Linked DNA regions of Sus scrofa: region 1 is linked to region 2. Evidence: chromatin contacts called from public Hi-C data. All regions are on one chromosome and are shown on one strand. The core of a region is the stretch at or near the end of the contact, and the rest is flanking DNA. Distances in the headings are between cores, read along the strand shown. Region 1 overlaps CRADD (death domain-containing protein CRADD). Region 2 has its middle 64 kb from the start of PLXNC1.

Evidence for each region. Hi-C and Micro-C count contacts between places; a contact is called where the count stands out from the background.
Region 1: a Hi-C map of skeletal muscle shows a contact between it and region 2, with 11 times the contacts expected there. A contact is called at or near these places in 3 of 47 Hi-C or Micro-C datasets (psoas muscle and skeletal muscle) and 1 of 2 datasets of targeted methods (skeletal muscle).

What each region holds. Positions count from the first base shown.
Region 1 is chr5:89,342,416-89,347,379 of Sscrofa11.1, reverse strand. The region is part of intron 2 of CRADD (death domain-containing protein CRADD); the gene reads left to right. Among named protein-coding and RNA genes, the nearest start is that of CRADD, 140 kb to the left of the region's middle.
Region 2 is chr5:89,117,471-89,122,445 of Sscrofa11.1, reverse strand. No RefSeq gene overlaps it. Among named protein-coding and RNA genes, the nearest start is that of PLXNC1, 64 kb to the right of the region's middle.

The sequences.
Region 1 (4,964 bases), core at 415-2,914, 230 kb before region 2:
AGGGGTCGAATCGGAGCTGTAGTCACTGGCCAACACCAGAGCCACAGCAACTCGGGATCCGAGCCGCGTCTGCAACCTACACCACAGCTCACGGCAACACCGGATCGTCAACCCACTGAGCAAGGGCAGGGACCGAACCCTCAACCTCATGGTTCCTAGTCAGATTCGTTAACCACTGCGCCATGACGGGAACTCCTTTTTTTTTTTTTTTGACTATGCCTGTGGCATGTGGAATTTCCTGGGCCAGGGAGCGAACCTGTGTCACAACATCAGCCTAAGCCACAGCAGTGACAATGCTGGATCCTTAATCTGCTGCACCACCAGGGAACTCCTGGCTGTCCTTTGTAATTGTTTTGCTGTCTACCTTATGCAAAGTTAATAATTTGTTGCCAAATCCAAGGAAAGCAACCTCCGGCTTAGGCATGAGTTTTATTTCAGACCATGATTTATAGCTGGTGTAAAATTTGGGTCTGGAGTTGGTTAGTTATAACGCAATTGCAATACAAGTCATCTTGAGTTGATTTTTGCCGTATCCTGTATTGTTATGTAAAATGTTAACTTTAATCAGGAATTGCTTCAATACAATATCCTTGTCCTTGATACAGTTTTTCCTCTTTTGAATACCTTTTTTGTATGGTTCAAATTAGCATGGGAAGAATAGGCAGGAAATATAAATTTAAGTGACACATGTTGAGTCATAAAAGAATTACATGGCAAAGCGTTAAAATGGTGCACGGAGAACTTTGCCACCATCTGATAGAGCAGTGGGGATTGTATAAGTAAGTAAGAACTAACACCTCTTCTGCAGCTGGAAGTCGAGTGTGTCAGAGTCCCTTTCCTTTTGTTCAGTGGATGCCAGGAATCCAGCCACGCAAAACTGTCCAAAGTGGCCCAGCCTCACAGCACTTGAATCTAGCGCGACACTGCAGGAGTTGTCAGGCATATGCAATAAAACGGTCTTTGCGCTTTTACAGAGCACTAAAAATTAAATGTGACTTTTATGTCCTTAGCCTCTACCTCTTGCGTGGCAGCTTTTCTTGACATGGAATTACACGCAGTCAGGGGAAGTTGGGATAGATACTTAATCTCTCTTTTCTTTTCCCTTCATACATCTGTGATTCAGTACCTCCTTTCACTCCCGTGTTAGCCACTCCTGGTAGTAGAATCTTAAAGACCAGTTTCGTTGATTTTTTTTTTTTTTTTTTTTTTGGTACCATCCCTGTAACTTTTTTTTAGGTGGAGGGCTCTGGCTCATGTACTAGGGTCTGTATGACAGATGATCTCAAAGCCGAAAGGGCCTCAGTGGTGCAGGAGCCAGCAACAAGGGGCACTTGCTGGCATGGCCTGGGCTTGGCTTGGGTTCTCTGGATATCAGGGAGGTACTGGCCTGAGAAAGGGGAGGGAGCTGAGCCAGCAAAGGGGGCAGACGGAGCTTAGAGCTCCCCAGGAAAGGGGAAGAATATATGTTCAGGAAAAAAAAAAAAAAAAAGAGGTTTCTGGGGATCTAAGAGCAGATTGGCGTTCAGGGCCAGCCAGAGCCACCTTTTACCTCACCCGCTGAAGCTGCCTGCAGATTCCATGCTCCAGCCGAGGGGTACAGACAGGCAGGGAAGCAAGGTCTTCAGGTTGCCTCTCAGCCCGAGCCCACGCAGGTGCTCGCTGCCCCTGGCGGCCGATTCTCTGCCGGGGCAAGGCCAGCCGCAGAGTGCAGACCAGGCTTTGGTGCTGGCTGTGGACACATTGTTTTCCTACAGCTCCTGTCGTTCAAACAGGATCTGGTTTCCTGGCGTGAGCGCCGTGTTCCCTCGGAGCACACGCGCTGCTGTGAGCAAGGCCAGCGAGTCCTCTGAGGCTCTGGGCGGAATGCCCACTTGGAGACAAGTGGTTTAGGGGTCGGGGGAGATGGAGAGGAGCCAACGTCCCTTTCTGTTCCTGTGAGTTTTGAATGACATGGGCAGAGTCCACATTCCCCCCGCCCAGGGTAACTGAGGTTCAGGTGGGATCACACGGTCAGCATCCAGTCTGACTGCGGTTTAGCTCGGGTGAAGCCTCTAAAAATTTCACCTGCCCTCCTCGGGAATCCTCGCATCACATGCAAGCAGTAGTGACTGCGGCCCGGAAAGTAAACACTGCCCTTGGAGACAGGAGTGTTGCAACTCGAACAGCTTCTGCCGTGACGTCCTAGAAACCTTTGAGTATTCCAGAGGAAACAAGTCTGAAATCACGGACCTGGCAGCCCGGAGGCCTGGCCTCTCCAGCTCAGCCTGCCATGGACTCTCAGAGCCTCTTCCATCAAGTAAGAAAGCGGGCAAAGCATCCCGGAAGACCAGTCTTTTTATAACCTGAAACATGACCGAACCAGCAGGGATGAGCCCTGTAAATTGTGAAACCTAAGTTCAGGATTCCCTTTGTTCTGTCGCAGTGTAGATACACAACTCGTTCCTCAAAATAGACGGTCAAAACTTAGCATCACTCTGTCTAGTGTCTGTGCCCCCCCATTATATTCAAATTTTGCCAGTAATTTAAACGTTCGGCCTATTAGGATTCTCTGTAGAGGTTGGCATCACTCTCTTGGGTGCTTTTAGCACCCTGTGGGGATGTTTTTAGATGGCACGGTGATGGGGCAGCTGGGTGCTAGTGACGTTTGATGGGCAGAGGCAGAGCTTCTCTGTGATACTCTGGACAGTTCTACAGAGAGGAATCATCCTGCAACCAGGATGGCTTTCATATATTCTGCCAGATATTCAAAGAATCCAGCTTTGCTTCACGAGTAAATGTATAGTGTATGTTTTCGTGCCTGAACATAAGACACTGAATTTTCCAGGAATGTATATAAAAAGAGGTAAATTGTACCCTATTTTGTTCAGAACTTTACCAAGTTATTCGTTATTTCAGAAAAATTAGATCACCAATAGCAAGCACGAATGATGTTTGAGTCTCCAAAATAGCACATCTGTGCAGTTTGTATTGTGCCCTCACGTTCACGGTGACTCTGTAGGTGTGTGAATCGGAGACTCCATTGGCCTTTCGAGCAGTTGTGCAGGGTATTTATATTATTGAAATGCGTGTTATTTAATAGACGTTACTTTTCATTTAACTTTTGTATTACAAGTTGCACGATAATTTAAAAATATGTGTATAGGTAGGTTATATTACTTTATATCAGATTAGTAAATATAGTATTATAAGATGTTATAAAAATGCATTGTAACTTGAAAACCACTAGGCCAGAGGACTCTAAGTTCCCTTTTGGCTTTAAGATTCTGTTAACCTGTGAGATTATTTAGTGTAGTGCCTTCATTTTTACAGGTGAGCAAACGGAAACCCGTTAAGTCTTTCACGCGTTGCAACAAGTATCTCTTGACCGCTTCCCAGAGGTGTGAGTACATAGCCGAGGGCTTTCGACACTCTTCAAGGAGCCTTTGGCTGGGCAATCAAGATGAGATACATGCCAAGAAATTAAAAAGAGAAAACCCCATAGCTGGTTAGTCGCTCATCTGCATCTAGAGCCCAGCTTGCTTTGGAGACCAGTTCATTTTCTGGGCCTGGGCTCCAGGGGCCCGAGGCGGGGGCCTGGCATTCTGAGGCCAGAAATGTTTCTGGCTTGATCATTGAAAGGGGGTCGGTTGGGAGAAATATGCCACCAACCGAAAGAGTATGATTTTAGTTTACTCTCTGCTTTTTTCCCCCAGAGTAACAAAAGCCAGGGCATAGCTCGTGAGCTCCCCACCTGTATCCCTGCTCACTCATGCGAGGGGTAAGGCTGGACCGGGAGGACGGCAGCAGTGAGAGGAGAAAAGACAGAAAGCTGACTGCACAGTCCTCCCATCTAAGGGAATATAACGCAGGCCGCCGAGTGGACCACATATGTAATTTACATTTTATAGTAGTTACATTTTTAAAAGTAGAAAGAACATATGAAATTAGTCTGATGATGTATTTTCTTTAGCCCAGTATATCCAAAGTACTGTTATCATTTCAACATGAAAAGCCTAGCAAACAATTATGAATGAGATATTTTACACTTTTTTTCACCCTGTCTTCAAAATCTGGTGTATACGTCCCTGAAGCACCCTTCCATTTGTATGAGGCTCATTTTAAGTGCTCAGCAGTCACACGTGGCTGGCGGCTACCATACTGGGCAGGACAGCTCCAGCGAGACGGCTTTCAGCCCTTTTGCTGTCTCTACCCAGTTCACCTGTCTAGGCACTCCCGTCCGTAACGTCTCTCATTACCTGCAGTGACGCCTAATCTGGAGGATGCCCCATCCCTGGGAAACGGCAGTGAATGGCGAGTGGGGCACAGGAGTTTGCCGTCACCCACTCACTGCATAAAGTCGGAGACTCTGAAAACACAGGAGTTTCCTGCTGAGTCGCACTCGCACAGTTTCGTGCGCTGGGGTGTCCGCTCCAGAAGGGAGGACTGGGGATGTGGAAGAAGAGATCTGGATTTGCAGAAGGGGTGGAGTGGCCAGGAATTAGAGGACTCAGGATTGCAGACCTTTCCAATGGCATGTCACCAATTTACTCTTTCGAGAGTAATTCTTTCTTCCTTTTCCTTCTGTCTTCACCTTTTCCTTTAGCTCCTTTCTGGGAAGCCAGATGATTTCCCAGGACCTTGCCCGTCTGTGTCCCTTGTCTCCTCACTTGGAAGGCACGTCCTCAGAATCTTGGACCTCGTGCTTCCAGGGGAGTGCAGCTTCTGGCCAGGTCTTCTCGGCAGTGGCTCGGAAATATTTGAAATGTGTTTTCAAAATGCCCAGTAGCTATGGTCAGGGGTGTGTGTGTGTGTGTTTGGGGGTGGGGGTATGTGGAGGGTGGGTGGGAGCCGAGAATGTGGAGCCTGGCTGGGCCAAGTGCGTTCCATCCATGACCCTGTGGAATCAGAACAACTGCTGGAAGGAGATGGCAGAGTTAGCCTCATTTTCTACAAGAGGAAAGACGTTCGATGACTTGCTCCAGGCC
Region 2 (4,975 bases), core at 2,391-4,890:
GTAGGGATGGGCGCATACCAGTGTGAACGTCCTTAACGCCACTTAGCTGTACACTTAGAGATGGTTAGGATGGGGTGTTTATTTTATCACAGTTTAAAAGATGCATAGGAGGAATATATCTGCGATATGGACAAATCAACTGGAGGAGGAGGGAGTGTTTTGAGGGGCGTGCAGATTTAATAGGGTGATTGAGGAAAGCTTCCCTGAGAAGGAGTTTTTTGATCAAAGACCTCCTTTGATGGAGGGAAAGAAACCACGTGGGTTTGGTGAGCAGAAGGGTGTTCCAGGTAGTGGGTATGGTAGGTGCAAAGGTCCTGAGGTGAAAGTGTGCCTGGGGAATCAGCGAGCTGGAGCAGAGCAAGAAAGGGGAAGGTGACATCCAAGAAGGAAGAGGAGTATCAAGGTAGGAGGCTGAGGGGACCATTGCACAAGACTTGGGCCTCTAGAGGCACCCGACTCTTATTCTCAGTGAAATGGTGAGGCTTTGAGCAGAGGAGTCATGGGAGCTGACATGTTAGTTTCAGGTGATTCAATATCTGTATACATTTCAAAATGGGGGCTGACCTCCTTTCAATTTTTACAGAACCTCTCTGGCCCCTAGGGTGAGAGAAGACCAGGGGACCAAAGGTGAGGCTGGGAGACCAGCCCGGAGGTTGCAGCAATTATTCAGGCCAGGGATGATGGAGGAGTGGGCGGAGTGATGGCAAAGGAGAGAACGGATGGGATTAGGGATATATTTTGAGATAAAGTCAACAGGATTTGCTGAAGGTTTGGATGTGATGCCTGAGAGAGAGAGAGTCAAGGATTCCTCCCAGGTTTGCATGATAAATTCCAAAGCCAAAATTTCCACGGTTTACGTGTCATATTCATGTTAATGACATCCTTTCCATTTCATGGTCAAGGCCTCGTAGAGGTTGCCATTCCAGGCCTCAGGCTTGGGAGCTCGGGAGCCTGGGTTAGAACCCTGTGTCTGGTACTCATTAGCAGGGTGGCCCAGACCAAGGCCCTTGACATCTTGGAGCCTCAGTTTCCCCATCTGTAAAATGGAGACCCTGACATTCAATGGATTTGTTTTTGTGAGGATGGCAGCCCCGGTACCCGGGAATTGGTCGCTGGTGGCAGCGTTATTAGATTTTTCAGTACAGCTGCAGTTAGAACATGGCCTCCTGCCCCCAGTCCCGTGTTCCTTCTCCAAGTTCTCTTTTCTCAGTTTCTGGGCAGCTTCTGGTCAATTGCTCATTCTTGGGAATAGCATTCCATTTTCAAACACTTTACTCAATCTCATTGAAGAAAGTTTTCCTCAACAATAGATTTCTGAGAGTCAGGGGGCCCTTTTGGAGGTGGGGCATGGTTATGTGTGTGCTTGGGGGTGAGGGGGCTATTCTTTTAGTGACGTTCACTCAGTAGTAGCCCCTTTCAAGAAGAAACAGCATGCTCGAGCCCCTTCTTCCCTGGCTTAGGGCAGGTGCCGAATTGACCAGACATTTTAATATTTAGTAAGCACTGCCTCACTCTGACCAAAGACCTGGCTCCAGAATAACAGCACAGAGAGCCAGGTCCTCTCTCTCCTCTCCCATAGTCAAGTGCATAGGCAAGGAGATGAGAAGAAATATTGACATCATCACGAAGTGGGCCACAATGGGGCTTGAAGTTGGGGTGATGGGGTGAGCCTGAGCATAACAAGCCCTGAACTGGGTGTCTCGGGCCCTGGGTGGGTACTAGCTGTCAGTCACAAATTGCAGCCTCTCCAGTCTTTGACCATAAAATAAGAATTACAGTCTCAGCCCCTGAAACTCACGTAGAATCAAATCAGAGAAAATAGGTGAGTGAAAGAGGTCATAGATCAGGAATTACTTCTTTTCGTTTTTTCTTTTAATGCAAGGGAAGGACGCAATAGTTCTTCACCTCCCCAGCAGGCTGACATTTTTCTAAGAATGACTTTCAAGGTTTTCATGAATCTATATACATTTTTACAAATGCATTTTTATCCAGGCCAAGCATTGAATGGGGACCTGTAACGACAGGTAGAATGAGCAACCTAGTTGTCTGTCTGTAACCCTTTAAGTAACAGCCTAAGCCTGGGACTGCTTCTGGGTAAATTCTTAAAAATGTAAGATTCAAGATCTCAGAGTACACCATGAAAATGTGGGAGTTTTTTTTGTTTGTTTGTCTTGCTTTTCGTCTTCTCTAGGGCCACACCCACAACATATGGAGGTTCCCAGGCTAGGGTTGTAATCAGAGTTGTAGCCGCCGGCCTACACCACAGCCACAGCAACGCTGGATTCTTAACCCACTGAGCAAGGCCAGGGATCGAACCTGAAACCTCATGGTTTCTTGTTGGATTCGTTAACCACTGAGCCACGATGGGAACTCCTGAAAATGTGGTTTTTTAATGGGATATTTTTATTAAACTATAGTAGTTGATTACGAATTACGATATTGATTAAATTCAAGTGCATAATCCATATGTCAGTCATCTTCTGCTTTATCCCAAATCGTGGCCCATGGACCTCCTTCATTAGGGTTACCTGGGGTTTCTTAATAAAATGCTGAATTCTGGGACCCAGTCCAGCCCAAGCCTCCCCTCCTCCCCCACCCGCCACCCCCACCTGGCACCAAGTGATTTATTTAAACACAGTAAAACTGAGATCCATTGGTCCAGAAGCTAACTTTGATGAATAGAAAAAAAAAAAAAAAAGATAAGGGATAATTAAGTGCCTAGAGATTCCTGGCATTCAGATAGGTGCTAACCTATAATATAAATGATGGACTCTATTCATCACATTTGAATCTTGCCCAATGGGTGGTACCTAGCATTCCATTTAAATAGCCGGGTAAAGCCACTTGTCAGAATTTTAAATAGGCAATGTGAATTGTTAACATGCTTCCCTTCTGAAGGGACATTTTTAAGGTAGAGGCTTTTTTCTGAAGATGAATTTCCAATGTTCTTTCCATGTGTTCCTTCTTTATGCCCCCAGAACACTCAGCCCTGGCTTTTCTTGGTACTTCTGCAGAGTGCCACAAAATCAAGGACTTACTGCTTTTATGCCAGCACTTCAGAACTGGGCTCTTCTCCCACAGCCATTCCATTGCCACGGCCAAAGCAGCCGTCACACCTGCGATGCTGATCTGAGCGGGTGCCCAGAGGACAGCCTGTCCTGATTGAAAGCAGGCCCTGTAGGTTCTGCTGCACACTGACTGAGCAAGATCCAGAAGCTTCCAAAAGTCAGGCAGGCCCTGGGAGTTCCTAACCCCTCACCCTGCAATCTTTTAACCAACTGGCCCACCAGCTCAGTGGCCAATCCCAGCGTTTTCAACTGGGCATCTCCCCATCTCCCTGGGAGACAGAAAGCTCTGTGGACATACTGATGATCCAGAATCCGTTTAGAATAAATTGAGCATGGGGCAGAGGAAGGGGACGGGGTGGTAGGGGTGGGGCGGGGATGACAAAAATAACCAGCCGTGCTTGGGAATTTGTTCCTTGTGTGGTAGGCTTGGGTCCTTTGCTTCTCTGATCCTGCAGAGTGCCACAAAATCAAGGCAATCAAGGAAATGACCGGAAACTTCTCTCCACGGGTACCACACATGCACCCACCCACATATGCGTGTACACACATGCACACACACTGGCAAGAGCTAAAGGTGCGAAGAGGCAGCTCTCGGCTGTCCAGTCATTGGGCATTTCATTACTCCCTAGAAATGAGGAGGAAATAGGTTGCCTGCTAAAAACGAAGCCCAGAACCTGGAGTGACCTTAGGTGACCCCTTTACTCAGGACCCATAGAAGCCTTGAGAACGTGAATACGTGCTTGTGTTGAGGTTATCTCGATCTCTGGGGGGCCAGGATCCCCCCGTGGACAGCCGGTTGACATTATTGTTTTGACTTTTATCATTTGCACAATTCCCATGGACCCACTTTGAGCCCCCGCCCCTGTTGCCTCCCCATGTGGAGTGCCTTCCCTCTCCCTATCTGAACCCTACCCCCCCTCCTCACGGCTCACCCCCATGCTGTCTTCCCAGGACACCAGAGGCCCCCCTGACCTCCCGCAGCTCCAAGAGGGCCCATCAGTCATCTGCCTCATGTCACTCTGTGCAGATGGCCCTTAGATTCCCAACGAGGTTTCCGTGGCAGGTGCCCCACCTCATGTCCTCGGTTATCCGCCCACTCCTTGGCACCATGTCGAGCCTCCGTGGGTACTGCTGGCTCAATGCCTGCGACTCATTAGCATGGGGCTGGGACACGGAAATAATCTTGCAAAAAACCCCAACTGGGTAAGACAATAGGCTTTGTGACCCTAGATACTACCTGAAAGATGAGAAACGGGCGTTGGCAAAACCAACCCAGTCGGATTATTCTGTCCTTCTGCACCTAAAAGAATGAGAGGTGAAAGCAAAATGAAAGTCCTGGTGACATCAGCCTTGGCAGTCCCTAATGGAAAGTGGCCCTGCCAGGCCCTGCTCTCTTGTTCAATCCGGGAACGCTTTCCATTAATGCTATTAAACCGGCACAGCGGTCAGAGGCAGAGCTGGCCTGGCCGCCTGTGCTCAGTTCCAACTGCTGAATCATCTCCATCTCGTTTGCCCTTCCTAGTACCTTGAAGACGTAGAAGAAGCAGAGGAGGGGGGAGAAGCACGGAGGACTATCAACTTCAGCACATCCTTAATAGGAAGCAGTTTGGCCGGTCCCTTCCCTGCCTGGGAACTCTTTCCATTAAAAACATTTCTCTACCACAGCTGTATTTTAGACTTATCATTGTAGCCTCTGCCCAAAGGAAAATTCTCTCCACCCGCAACCACGTACAGAGGGCGATTTCCTTCTAAGGGTGGAAAGACACTCTTTTCAGCATACGGCAGGATGGCTTGACCTCAGCCAAGAAACCCAGTAACATCCTGACCTTCTGAAACAGACGGGAGGGTCAGAGGAGGCTTTTGTTGCTGCTCGCAGGACTCAGCTCCACCCAAAGGTACACAAAAAC